2 separate regions of the Sus scrofa genome follow, and region 1 is linked to region 2. A link is a contact called in public Hi-C data. All regions are on one chromosome and are shown on one strand. The core of a region is the stretch at or near the end of the contact, and the rest is flanking DNA. Distances in the headings are between cores, read along the strand shown. Region 1 has its middle 27 kb from the start of KPNA1. Region 2 holds the start of PARP9 (poly [ADP-ribose] polymerase 9).

Evidence for each region. Hi-C and Micro-C count contacts between places; a contact is called where the count stands out from the background.
Region 1: a contact with region 2 is called in a Hi-C map of skeletal muscle, with 5 times the contacts expected there. The contact joins the enhancer-like site here to the promoter of PARP9 in region 2. A contact is called at or near these places in 1 of 5 promoter capture datasets (liver), 5 of 47 Hi-C or Micro-C datasets (adipocytes, liver and skeletal muscle) and 1 of 2 datasets of contacts at active chromatin or transcription factors (alveolar macrophages).

What each region holds. Positions count from the first base shown.
Region 1 is chr13:138,014,109-138,021,412 of Sscrofa11.1, forward strand. No RefSeq gene overlaps it. Among named protein-coding and RNA genes, the nearest start is that of KPNA1, 27 kb to the right of the region's middle. Within about 2 kb of position 4,418, at least 76 of the 83 cell types and tissues checked have an H3K27ac peak or open chromatin away from gene starts, as enhancers often do. A contact at or near this core is called in alveolar macrophages, liver and skeletal muscle, where this site is marked.
Region 2 is chr13:137,958,702-137,965,984 of Sscrofa11.1, forward strand. It overlaps PARP9 (poly [ADP-ribose] polymerase 9), which reads left to right and starts at 2,286. Exons shown (of 11, transcript XM_021070264.1): 1 at 2,286-2,801. DTX3L (E3 ubiquitin-protein ligase DTX3L) reads right to left here and starts at 2,680. Exons shown (of 6, transcript XM_021070271.1): 1 at 2,454-2,680. The coding sequence starts at 2,637.

The sequences.
Region 1 (7,304 bases), core at 3,168-5,667, 58 kb after region 2:
AGCAGGTTTGTAGATACAAAATAGGTGGACATTTTGGAGAACTGGCAATAAATTCCTGTAAGTTTAAAAACCTGCTGCGCTAGTAATTAAAATCCTAGATAGGAGTTCCCGTCGTGGTGCAGTGGTTAACAAATCCAACTAGGAAGCATGAGGTTGCGGGTTCGGTCCCTACCCTTGCTCAGTGGGTTAAGGATCCGGCATTGCTGTGAGCTGTGGTGTAGGTTGCAGACGCGGTTCGGACCCAGCGTTGCTGTGGCTCTGGCGTAGACCGGTGGCTGCAGCTTCGGTTCAACCCCTAGCCTGGGAACCAACATATGCCGCGGGAGCGGCCCAAGAAATAGCAAAAAAAAGACAAAAAAAAAAAATAAAATAAAATAACATAAAATCCTAGATATTCTACACTCACTTTTGTTGAAGGAATATTTAACTTGATGTCATTTGTACCAACAATATAAATCAGAGAACCGCAAGTAGAGGAACAGAGCTACAAGTCAAAATTAATTTTATATTTGACTGTGTTCAGTTTTACTGTTATGTAAAAGATATCCTAAAGGCTCCAGGCAGTTTAGAGAAATACTGATGAATAAGGAAATAAACAATAAAAATATCCCAGTGTATCATGGGACAAAAACATGGTTTTTTAAAAATTTTTATTTATTTATTTTTTGCTTTTTAGGGTGACACCTATGGCATATGGAAGTTCCCAGGCTAGGGGTTGAATCAGAGCAGCAGATGCCAGCCTATACCACAGCCACAGCAAGGTGGGATCTGAGCAACCCACACCACAGCTCATCAAGGCAATGCCTGATGCCCCACCCAATGAGTGAGGCCAGCTTCTAAAAGCATTTATTTTATTGAAATATAGTTGATTTACAATGTTGTTAATTTCTGCTGTACAGCAATGATTCAGTTACGTACATAAGTATTCTTTTTCATATTCTTTTCCGTTATGGTCTGTTACAGGAGATTGAATATAGTTCCCTGTGTTAATACAGTTGGACATTGTTGTTTATCCACTTAGATATAATAGTTTGCATCTGCTAATCCCAAACTCTCAGTCCATCCCTCCCCCATTCCCCCTTCCCCTTGGCAACCATTTGTTTGTTTTCTATGTCTGTGAGTCTGGTTCTGTTTCATAGTTCATTTGTATCATATTTTATTTTTTTGTCTTTTTAGGGCCACACCCACAGCATATGGAGATTCCCAGGCTAGGAGTCAAATTGCAGTTGTAGCTGCCGGCCTACGCCACAGCCACAGTCACAACAATGAGGGATCTGAGCTGCATCTGCGACCCACAGCACAGCTTGAAGCAACGCCGGATCCTCAACTCACTGAAGGAGGCCAGGGATCCAACCTGCGTTCTCATGGATACTAGTCAGATTTGTTCTCCTGTGCCATGACAGGAACTCCCATTTGTGCCATATTTTAGATTCTACATATAAGTGATGTCATATGTCATTTGTCTTTCTCTTTCTGACTTACTTCACTTGGTATGATAATCTCTAGGTCCACCCATGTTGCTGCAAATGACATTTCATTTTTTTAAAGGGTGAGTGGTGTTCCATTGTGTATATGTACCACATATTTGTCCATTCATCTGTTGATGGACATTTAGGTTGTTTCCATGTCTTGGCTATTGTAACATAGGAGTATGTCTTTCTGAATCATAGTTTGGTCCAGACAGATGCCTAATAGTGAGATTGCTGGATCATTTGGCAATTAGTTGCCACTTTTAACAAGTCCTATTGCTAGTTTAAATAATAGCATTTATGCAACAGAAAAAAATACAACAGAAATAAGTATATACTTATTTTTCATTTTATGTTAAAATGTGTATAATTATTAAATATGTTCACACCCATCTGTTTGGCAAAAATAAAAAAGTCAGACATTCCCAATGTTAGCGAGGATGTTTAGAAAAGAGATTCATATACTGCTCGTGGAGTGTAAACTGGCACAACCACTTTGGGAAATAATCCATAGATATCTAGTATGTTGGTTTCTGGTAACAAATTACTGGAAACCTAGTGGCTGAATACACATTTATTATCTCATAGTTTCTTTGGGCCAGGAGTACAGATACAGTAGAGCTAGTTCCTCTGCTCAGGGTCTCACAAAGCTGCAATCAAGGTGTAAGTCTGGTTGCCTTTTTATCTGGAGACTTGATTGGGGAAGAATCCACTTTCATGCTCTCTCAGGTTGTTAGCAGAATTCATTTCCTTGTGATTGTAGGAAAAACGGCTCTGGCTTCTTACTGGCTGTCAGCTGGATGTTGCACATAGGTTCTAGAAACCATCTGAAGTTTCCTGCCACATGGCCCTCTCCATAGGCAGTTCTCAGCATGAAAACTCACTTCTTCGGGAGTTCCTGTCATGGCGCAGTGGTTAGTGAATCCGACTAGGAACCGTGAGGTTGGGGGTTGCTCAGTGGGTTAAGGATTCGGTGTTGCCATGAGCTGTGGTGTACATCGCAGACTCGACTCAGATCCCGTGTTTCTGTGGCTGTGGTGTAGGCTAGTGGCTACAGCTCCAATTAGACCCCTAGCCTGGGAACCTCCATATGCCGCAGGAGCAGCCCTAGAAAAGGCAAAAAAAAAAAAAAAAAAAAGAAAAATTACTTCTTCAAGGCCAGCAGGAGACTGTCTAGTTTCGGTCTGCTAAGAAAGAGACTTATATCATGAAATGTAATCATCTTTGCCATATTCTGTTGGCCAGAAGTCAACAGTTTCACTCACACTTAAGGGGTAGGGATTATATAGAGCAACACCAACAGGTGTTGCCCTCTCCCCAAAGATCATGGGGGTCATCTTAGGGTTTCACCTACCTCATCTAGTAAAGTTAAAGATGCAATGTCTTAGGATCTAGCAGTTTCCTTGGACACACAAAGATACGGAAATGTTCATAAGAGTATTGTTTGTAATATAAAAATTATTCTATAATTTAAATTAAAAAAATTTAAATACAAAAAGACATTAGCTAATGAAACATCATGTATGGTATGATAACATTTTTGTAAAAGTGACATATATATAGGAATTCTGCTTCAGCAGTGGCGTGCAGTTGTTGTCTTGAACAAATCCTCCTACCACTAAGAACAAATGGACAATATATAAAAAACATTAAGGCGTTGAAGAGCTACCACAGACAGCAGTGACAATCTGTGGGTCCAAGATCTGGAAGAAAAGGGAAGCCAAGAGAGATGAACCTGATGTTTGCTGTTACTTTTCTACCTGTGGTAATTGCTAATTCTGAAAGCAGTAGCTGAAAAACAGTACAGCTTTTGGTTGTCTTACAGGGTTGAGATGGCTGGGTTAAAGACGAGAAGCCCTAGTAAATACCCCAGACTTTTGGTTGGGACCTTCCAGGGACACTCTAACTAGGAGTAAGGGTGAACTGGAAAGAAACTAGTTTTCACAATACTGAAGTCCAGTTCTGAATAATATTAGCTTCTGGTTGGAATAAAGTGATCTGTCCTCAGCTTAGCTGTGGTCAGGCATCCTTGCCTCTAAATCTCTTAGAACACATTCCCTCTCCCCAGCATCCTTGCTCACACTCAACTCCTAGAAAATACACCTTGGTGGGGAGGGAATACTGACACAGCAGAGAGAGATCCAGGACAAACGAACATTGCATAGCCCAGGATTCAGGTAATGTCCTCTCTCCCACACTTTCGTCATAGTTTTACCCCATCTCTTTCACTTTACTTCTCCGTGGGTGTTTTATATTGATTTGCTAAACCATGTCATGTGTGAGACTTTCTATTCCGTGACCACTGCTTGGCTGGCTTGTCTTTCTTCTTTTGAAGACACTACTTAAAAAGAATTCCCTAAAAAGAATACAATCAAATTTATCAGTAACAATTATTTGTCGCAAATATTCGTTTGAGAGCGTTTATTGAGAGTAAAGCAAGTATGTGTATCTCAGTAAACTTAATGACTTTTTGATACTAATACATCATCAGGCAAAGGTGATGGGAGAGAAATGAAAAAGGAAATACAGAGAAGCTTCCTCAAACGCGCTGCCTGTGAATGCCTTAGACACGAGGCGCTGACTTCTAACATTTTTGTAATAACCCAATAATCCCTCACCCTCATTCATTCCATTATTCATTCAATAAACGTGTATTAGGTAACAACTACCAAAGAGGTGAGCAAGGATCGATCCGTCCTGGAAGAGCTTCGAAGACAGGTTTGTAGACATAACTTTGCAATTCAACCTGAATAGTACCTTTTCATTGTCACGCCGGCATGACTATCCAACCTTTGGAATTAACTGCGAACCTCTTCAACCAGACCTTCTCCCGACCCGAGACTGCCCACTAGTTCCGGGCTAACAGCTAATGCTTCCAGAGAAAGACCGTGGGAAGACTACATTTCCCGGCAGCCTTTACAGCAGGGCGGTGGATGGGGGCGCGCAGGCGCGCAGGCCCGCCCCCGCGCACAGGCGCACTGCGAACGCCGGCAGAGCTGGGTCTCGCTGTGCTGGGTGCGCGGCGGCGGCGGCGGCGGCGGCGGGGAGTGAGGCCTGCTGTGCACCGCCGAGGGACGAGCAGGCTCTTGTAGGTTGTGTGCGGGAGAGGCACGGCGGGCGGGCGAGCGAGAGCCAGCGGCTCACCCCAGCGGCTCACCCCAGCAGTGGCACTGGGATCGGTCGCCTTGAGCCTGGTGAGTGCGAGGCCCCGGCGGCGGCGGCCCCGGCCCCTCCCCCTCCCGCCGGCGGATCCGGCAATCCTCGGCTGGACCCGGGAGAGGCCCCGCGGCGAGGGCTGGCGCCGGCCGTGCTCAAGCTGGGGTTCCTGGGCCTGGGCGCTCACGGCGCGTCTGTGCGTCACGGGCCCGGCGATCCTAGCGGCCGCGCGGCCGGCGGAGGGGAGGGTGGGGGTGGGGAGTGCTGGTGCGTTCGCCCTCGGGAACGCCGGTCGAGGCGAGGCGGGGCAGGGCGGCGGCGGGGCTGGAAGGGGCGCCGGGTACTGCGGGGCGCCGAGGCAGCGGGGCGGAGAGGAGGGAGTGCGGAGCCAGCGCCTCGGCCTGGCGCTAGCGAACAAGCGGGAGCCGGGCGGGGGGCGGGGGTGGGCCTCGCCGAGTGCCATGACTGAGGTAGGAAAGAGCCAGGGTGGTGGTGGTGGGGGGGAGCGTGTAAAAATCCTAACCGAGGTAGCAAGGGACCGTCTTAGGAATTTGTAAGTTAACAGCCCGAGCCGGAGCGGGTGGTTCAGAGGGAGGTGGAGGGGGGGCGGGGGCGGAGACGGACGGCTGCAGTTTACAGATGTCATAACAACATGGGCCTGAAGCGGCTGACAGGGGTGTGGTAATTATAGGAATGACAGAACTTCGTCTGCACACAGCGTGTGTCAGTGGTGATGCTAGGAAAGCGGCGAAGTATTAGATTAAGCTCTAAATGGGAGGAGAAAACCGAAGGGTGATTGGAGTCCGGGAAGTCGTCGAGAAGGAATGTTTTAGGTTTGAATGGAAGTATTTAATGTTCCACTTTTAAGTGGACGACGTCAAAGTACTTGATTTTTAAAGTTTATATTTAGAATGAACAGTTTGAAATTTTTTCTAAAACAATGCTAAATAACATTTCTAACTTTATCAATCCTTTTTTCCTTTAATAAATAGTGAAACCCCCTGTTTCTTAGCAGTGGATGAGTAAGTGATTCCCTCCCCGCCACCTTGTTGCTTCAAGGCTTATTTTTGACATTCTTTTTTTCCTAACTTTTTCTTCTTGTACTTGTAGTATTTTGAAAGTAATTCCCCCTCCATTTTAAAGATTGAAAAGACGAAATTTTAACTTTTCAAAGGAAAGTGAGAATGAACTCTGTTATACTTTCACTGAAATCATTTATTCTTGGAGGGCTGTTTTATGTGTAATACAGAATTTTAAGGTCGAGAACATGAGAGAAAGTAAAGGAATTAACATTTGTTGCGCTCCTTTCCAGGTATTGTGCTAAAAGCTTCTCGTATATTAAAACATTTAATGCTTACAGTAACTCTGAAGTAGATTTTTTTTTTTTCCTATTCTACAGATTAAAAGCTTTGAAAGTCAGAGAAGTAACTTACTGAAGGTCATCCAGCTCTTGTTAAACTAGGACTAGCGTTAGAACCAGAATCCCTGCCATTTTAGGAATTATTTCTCCTCTTGTTTCTTACTTCTTGGTTGTGTTTTCTTTATTCGGTCCATTCATTCAGCTAATACTTGGAGTGTTCCTGTGCCCTGACAGGGGATATAGACACTCTTCCTTTCCTCATGGAATTTATAGTGTAGCAGGGAAGGCTAACAAATAGTGACTGTAAATATTGACTATATGACATTTTATCAGTTATTAAAACTGAGCAGAAACTGAAATGTACCAAATAGCAAAGGAAATTCAAATGGAATCAGACAACGTAAGCCTTGAGTTTACAGTCAAGTAAGGAAACAAAACGTTTCACTTGAAGTCAGTATACTTGCATTCTCTTAGTTTAGATCCTCATAGAAGTTTCTTCACAAAGCTATGAATATTTTGTACCTTGACTTTTATCTAGGATTGGGACATAAGAAAAGGCAGTACGAAAAAAACCACTTCATTGCTGTCCAGGATACTGTTTCTGATTTATTTATTGATCCTTATAAAATAGAACTTTAGTGACAAATTCGTTTTAAGACCTTCCTGATAGGACTTTTTTCTTTCTTTCTTTCTTTCTTTTTTTTTTTTTTAAATGACTGCGTTTATTAGATCATTTGTATTTGTAGGCCGTTCTGTTTCCTTTATGCTTTGGTTATCAGGAGGCTCAGCTCTGTGTTCAACTTTAGTAGTTTTCATAATTTTCCTTAGCCTCAACCATGTTATAAACCATACCATATAGTCTGGAATTACTCTCAAGTTGTTTCCTGGACTGTTTCTTCTCTGTTGCTCTCAATTTTTTTACCCTTTCCCTCTCATTTTAGAGAAGGGATTATATATTATTTTTATCTCCAGTGTTTTAGCATAGTGTTTGTTGAAATGATAAAGACTTGATTTATGATTTTATGTTTTTAAGCCTGTCAGATTATTTTTAGAAGTATGTGTGCTTTGTATAAAATCAATTAGGACTTTTGGCTTTGCAAGTAAAGATGACTGACATAGTGATAAAGGTAATTCCTTGTTATTCTCCTTGTTTTAATGTTTCTCTACTTTATGGGGTATTCTGAATTCAACCATAATAATGGACGAAAACATTGGAAATGGTAAACAATTCAATTAGCTGATTGGGGCTGATTTCACTCTATTCTTGCTGTGGTAAGCAGGAGGTGGCCCCAGGCCAGCAATGGGCCAGATAGAACTTT
Region 2 (7,283 bases), core at 1,036-3,535:
CCAAAGTAGACAGCTTAAGTTTTACTATAGAAAGGAAAGCATAATGATAATGGAATATCATCCACTCATTAAAAGTCATATTCCTGAAACTGCCTCCAGTCTCCCATTTCATGATATGGAATAACACCTGCTCTAAGTGACAAAAAGCAGGAATCAAAAGTGTAGACTCAGTTTTGTAACTATATGTGTGTGTTTACTGACGTTCAGAGAAAAGGGCTGGGAGGAATTATGCCCCAAATGTCCACACTGTTTTTCTCCACATGGTTTTCTTTATTCTTTTCTCCTTTTTCAGTAGTGAGCATAAATAACTTTTGCCATTCTCAAGAACTAATCTATCAAATAATTATTTAAAACATAAAACTGTGCTCCAACCACCATGGAAAACAGTATGGAGGTACCTCAGAAAACTAAATATAGAACTACCACATGACCCAGCAATCCCACGCTTGGGCATATATCCAGATAAAACATTCCTTGAAAAAGACACATGCACCCGCATGTTCATTGCAGCACTATTCACAATAGCCAAGACATGGAAACAAATGTCCATCTGCAGATGAATGTTTTAAGAAGATGTGGTATATTTACACAATGGAATACTACTCAGCCATAAGAACTAAATAATACCATTTGCAGCAACATGGATGGAACTAGAGACTCTCATACTAAGTGAAGTAAGTCAGAAAGACAAATACTATATGATATCACTTATATCTGGGATCTAATATACAGCACAAATGACCCTTTCCACAGAAAAAAAAACTCATGGACATGGAGAACAGACTTGTGGTTGCCAAGGGGGAGGGGGAAGGAGTGGGAGGGACTGGGAATCTGGAGTTAATAGACGCCAACTATTGCCTTTGGAATGGATAAGCAATGAGATCCTGCTGTATTAGCATTGGGAACTATATCTAGTCATTTATGATGGAGGATAACATGAGAAAAAGAATGCATATATGTATGTGTGATTGGATCACTTTGCTGTACAGTAGAAAATTGACAGAACTCTGTAAACCAGCTATAATGGAAAAAATAAAAACCATTTAAAACAAAACCAAAACCAAAATAAAATTATTTTACAGCCTTCCAAAAAAAATAAATAAAGTACACTAATCATAAGTATAAACCTAGGGTGACTAGTTAACACTAAAAGGATGACTGAAGTTCATACTCTTAAAAAAAGACTACAAGTGTCACCTGCATTTCTCTCCTATTAACACAGTTGCCTTAATTAGAATAATGGATATTGGTCTTAAGATTGCTTTATTGGTGAAATGAGTGGTTTTCAAAATGCGTTGATCAGTTTCAAATGTAACATAGGCACTCCTGTTCTTACAAAGGGGTATAAGAATCTAGTGAGCCCAGTATAGGCCCTAGGCTTCACAGTCCTGGTTCAGCAGCTAATTCAAAGCAGTTTTGCCACCTAACTAGAAGGATAGCTGTGTTCTGCTACTAGAATATTGCTGCAGAAGTCTCTAATGAACCTTTCATGCAAGGTGCTATCAGAGCATCTAAAAAGGCAAACAGCTGGGACTACATCGAGCTGACACCAGGTCATATAAAAATTTTGGGGGGCCGTGTCCATGGCATGTGGAAATTCTCAGGGCCAGGAATCAAACCTGAGCCAAAGCAGCAGTCTGAACCGCTGCAGAGTTAACCCTGGATCCTTAACCAGATGGGCCACAAGGGAACTCCCATATAAGTGCTTTGATGCCTACTTGTAAATAGATGTTTCACATTTGACAAAATTTCATTGTATGAGACCATGTACTTCCAAGGATGGAAGGCAACCGGTATCTACCAAAAATAACCTAATAGTGAATGATCAAATCAATTCTAGTTCTTTTAAAACAAAAGTTATTTTCTCCAGAAAGTCTGGCATGACTTAAAAAAAAAAAAATTATTTTTTTGAAGTATAGGTCATTTACAATGTGCTAATTTCTGCTCTACAGCGAAGTGATTCAGTTATACATGTATACTTTATTTTTCATATTCTTTTCCACTATGGTTTATCACAGGACATTGACTAGTTACTCTTAATAAATAGGATGAAATTAATATTCATCAATGGGCTTATTTTAATAAATACAAGCTGTTAAATTTTACTGAAAAAAAAAAACCCATAAAACTGGAACACCTAAATGACAAGGGCTGACAGGTGTCTGGGGGTGGCAAGGGTGTTCTTCTGAAAGCTGAGATTTATGAGTTCGGAGGAGGATTCTGGAAAGCGTCAACTTTAAGGCGCGGTCCGACCGATCACAGATTGGGCTCCTCCGGGCTCTGTCCTTTGCTGTGGCTCTGCGCCTCGTGCCAGCAGGAGCCGCGGTTCCTGTTCCCCACCAGACGTTCCTAGACCTTCTCCCTCACTCTCTCCTGGCTCCTCTGAACTGGGTCTGCACGCACCCACGCCCCAAGGATGGCAGTTGCCCCCCCAGCCCTCGCCAGCCGCTCACCTGCCCTTTGCAGGAACTGCACCCGGAAGGTGTCTGGGTTGTTGCGGTCCAGGGCCTGGACGGTGCATTCCCCACCGCCTGACTCCCGGCTCTGGAAGTACTTTTCCAGCTTCCTTTGTAGGCGGGTGCCGGGCTGGGACACCCGCACGAGCAGCGGTGACGGCGGGCAGCCGTTCGAAGCCATGGCGCCGGGGCTCGCTTCGCATCCGGGCCGGGGCAGGGGTGCGCACCGCCCCGCCACCCAGGAGCGCAAAGTTTCAGTTTCGCTTTCCTCGAGATCCAGAGCGGTTCCAGGCAGAGCCGCCTCCCCTTCCTCTCCTCCTTGTCCTCCTCGCCGCGGACTGCCAGGTGAGTAGGTCCCTGTCCCCTGTTTCCCGAGGCAGTGGGCGCCGGAAGCTCCGCGGTCTTCTCCAGGGGGCTCTGAGGACGAGCCGGCGGGCGAGAGGCGGGCTCCCAGGGCCAGGCCTCCCCTGGTGAGGATGGAGACTAGGCAGATACTCAAGTCAAAGAAAGTTTCTCCTAAGTTCGTGATTCCTTTTAACTGTTCTTGTTGTTACTGTTAATTTGCAGCTGAAATTGTAATTCACATTCTGAATTCAGGTGAAACTTACCTACTTTTTAAAAAAAATTGAATATGTTCACCTGCGTGCAGTTACCTCCCTCTAACTCTATGCTTTAGACAGACTCTTAAGGCTTTTCTGCCTTCATTTCTTGATTTGGCCAACATGCAGTACTGAACTGCATGCTGGCCTGTGTGCCTGGGAATAAAGGTGAGAGCCTAGGCACCTGACCTCACCAGCTGTAAAGGGAGGTGAATTGATACCAAAAAAGCAAAATCTTTTGAAGGCCTCCAGAGGAAACAGACTCTTAAAAGAGGGAGGGAGGGGGAGCCTCTGAGATGCAGGGACCACAGTATCTAAAGCACTGAGGAGTACAGAGGCCTTGGAGGAGATGAAATGGGTGAGGGAGGTGACAGAGGAAGGGGCTAGAGCAGCGCTGTCTGGAATGAGACCTACGTGTTAATTTAAAAATTTTTTATTTTACTTACTTTGTCTTTTTAGGGCCACCCTCGAAGCATATGGAGGTTCCCAAACTAGGGGTGGAATTGGAACTGTAGCCACAGGCCTCTGCAACCTACACCACAGCTTAGGGCAATTCGAGATCCTTAACCCATTGAGCAAGGTCAGGGATCAAACCCACATCCTCATGGATGCTAGTCAGGTTTGTTTCTGCTGAGCCATAACGGGAACTCCCTAATTTTAAAATTTTTAGTAGTCATAGTTCTTAGAGTATAAACAGGTGAAATTATTTTTAATTATATTCTTTAATTCACTGCATCCTAAATGAACCATTTCATCAGATAGTCAATGTTAAAAACTTAATTGAGATATTTTGCGTTGTTTTTATGTCATCCTAAGTCATTGCAGTCCAGTCTTTATTTCACATTTATGTCACATTCTGTTGAGATTAGCCACATTTAAGTGCTCTAGAGCTACATGTGGCTAATGGCCCACACTGGATAGCAAAGTTCCAGATGTTGAAAAGTCTTGAGATCAGTAGGGAGACGTGGAAGGCTCGTATCACAGGAGTGTCATGTCAAATGTGCATTTTAGAAAGTTGGTTTTGACAGTGATATGGAGGACACATTTCCATGTAAGGATAATTGGAAGTGGAGAGGCCAGAAATAAAGTTTTTGCACATGGCTGGTAAGACTGGAAATGAGCCCCTCTTTATGGAGAATAGTTTGATAGTAATCAGAATTATAGCTGCATATATATCCTTATTCTGCAGTTCCACTTCTAGGAATTTGCCCCACCGATCGATTAGCACCTGTTTGAGGTGACCTACATACTAAGTTGCTCTTTATAGCTCTTTTTATAATAGCAGAGGATTTAGAACTCCTTAAATGTCCATAAAAAAGGTGGACTGGCAGTTAAATATCTTACAGTGCATTTATACACTGGAATGCAATGAGCAGTAGAAAGAAGGAAGGTGCTGTCTGGTGCTAATATGGAAAGATGTCTCGGATACATTGAACGGAAAGGCAAGATGCAGTGTGTAAAAGATACTACCTTTAGAGGATGGCACAGGCTCTGAAGAGCACTCTGACCAAAGCTGGTGTCCCAGAGCTTCCTGCCCATGAGGACAAAGGCCCAGAGGTGAAGGAGAGTTTGGAGAACATCAAATAGTGCCATTCCACACGCTGCTGTTTGCCTGGAGTGTGGGGTACGTAAAGGGGAGGCTGGGAAGCAGAAATGGCAAAGAGCCCCTTGAATGCCAGGCGGACTAAAGGGCTTGATCTTTACTGTAGGTAGTGGAGTCTACTGAAGGTCTTTTTTTTTTTTTTTGTCTTTTTGCCATTTCTTAGGCCACTACCGTGGCATAATCGGAGCTGTAGCCGCCAGCCTACAGCAGAGCCACAGCAGAGCCACAGCAGCGCGGAATCCGAGCCTCGTCTGCAACCTACACCACAGCTCATGGCAATGTCAGATCCCCAACCCACTGACCAAGGTCAGGGATCGAACCCACAACCTCATGGTTCCCAGTCGGATTCGTTAACCACTGAGCCACTACGGGAATTCCTGCTGAAGGTTTTGAGCAGAAAAATGCTTCTCAAATAAATGCCTTCTTCTTTAGGGTTTTTTTTAAAAAGACGCTATCTTTTGTGTAAAAAATGCCTCTGGAAGGATACAGGAGAACCTAATAACATTGCTTGCCTCTGGGAAGGGACTTCAGTGAGGGAAGTAGGAGGGAGCCTTTCACACTTTCTAAATTTGAATCTGTAAATGTAATGCCTATTCAAATAATAAACTGTATATTAAATGCATTTAAGTATTTAAAAAGAATGTATTGCCATAGCTCAAGCAAGAGGCTCTGCGGCCCTGGAGTGATGGACTATCAGTGGGCAAGGAGGGTGGAGCCATATTTGAAAGTGATTTAGGTGGGCAGGACCCATGATGGATTGAATATAGGACAGAAGAGAAGATTCCAGATTTCTGACTTGAGTGGGTAACTGATGTATTATTTACTACCATGCTGTGGAATCCAGCAGGTAAAGGAGGATTTTGGAGGGGGTTGTTTGAGGGGTAGGTAAGGTGTGGGGACTGGGGATAAGGAGATTAAGGGTCCAGTCTTGCAGAGGCTGCGTTTTAGGGGATTATGGGATGTCAGGTAGACTTGGAAGATGAGGCTTGGGAGAGCCATCGTCTACAGATACAGATGTGGGAGATTTGTAGCTGATGAGTTGATACCATGAGAGTGGATGAGTTCACCCTTGGAGGGTGTATACAATGAGCTGAGACCTGTTCTCAGACGAAATCCTGGGGAAGATGATTAAGGGTGAACTGTGGAAGTGAATCCAGGGGATAGGGCCTGTAAAGGCAAAACGAGAGGTAACAAAAGAACCAAGGGAAGGTGGCATCGGAGCAGCCAGAAAGCAGAGGTTCAGGAATCAAAGAAGGAAATGAAGACGGAAACTGTAGAGAGGGGTCAAATAAAGGTTGGGACAGAAGAGTCCACTGGGGTTAGCCACGCAGGAGACATGGAAGACTTGCCTCTTTTGTGAAAACAGCAGTGCCCTCTGGAGGCAAAAATGCATCTTGTCCTTGCATTTTAGGGTTGTGCTTGGACTTGCTGCTCTTCCTGACACTTAATAATAGTGCTCTCTCTAAAAAAAAAAAAAATAATAATAATAATAATAGTGCTCTAATGCTCTAGATAGTTGTACAAAATATTCCTATTTCAGAGGCATCAGAAATCATCTCAGAAGCCTCCAAGCGATTATGTGACAATGACTGTGAGCAACTTGAAGCATTTGAAACATTTACACCATTATTCTCGTCAAAATTTACAGTCTTTAATTCCTACTTATTAAATGGGAAAATCTTTAAAATGTATTTTCCTAGAGTCTCTGATTTGTATCCAGTTAGTCCCCTTTCTAATTAGATCAGCGGTATTTATCACAAACTCGGTAACACACCCTCTACAGGCACAAGACAGTTCCCTCTTTCTTCAGACACTCTCCAGGGGTCTTCACTCACTCAAGGCTGGTTTTTCCTCATTGCTCTTTGAATGCTGTGCTTAATTTTACCACTTGGTAGCACACTTCTCTTCTAAAGACATAAAAGCCTGCTCCATCCCCAAGGCCTTGCTCTAGGCTCACCTTTTCAGGAAAGCTTCCCTGTTGTAGCCCATACAGTTCTTTCCCTTCTTTGAACTGCCATTATGGTTTTAATTGGAACCTGTTTGTAAAGGATAGAAGGTAACAGTCACAACAGCAGAAAAAACACAATTTGTGCATCTTCACCTGTGAAATTAAAAATGATTCAAGGAATTCCCATTGTGCTTCAGCAGGTTGAGAACCTAGCCAGTATTGATGAGGATATGGGTTCCATCCTTGGCCTCACTCAGTGGGTTAAGGACCCGGTGTTGCCATAAGCTGCAGCGTAGGTCACAGATGCGGCTCGGATCTGGTATTGCTGTGGCTGTGGCGTAGACCAGCAGTTGCAGCTCCAGTTTGACCCTTAGCCCAGGAACTTATATATGTCGCAGGTGCGGCCCTAAAAAGAAATTATTATTATTATTTTTTTGGTTGCTTTTTAGTGCCACACCCACAGCACATGGAGGTTCCCAGGCTAGGGGTCTAATTGGGGCTACAGCTGCGGCCTATGCCACAGCCACAGCAATGCCAGATCCAAGCCGCATCCTCGACCTACACCACGGCTCATGGCAACACCGGGTCCTTAACCCACTGAGTGAGGCCAAGGATCGAACCCACAACCTCATGGTTCCTAGTCAGATTCATTTCTCCTGAACCATGATGGGAACTCC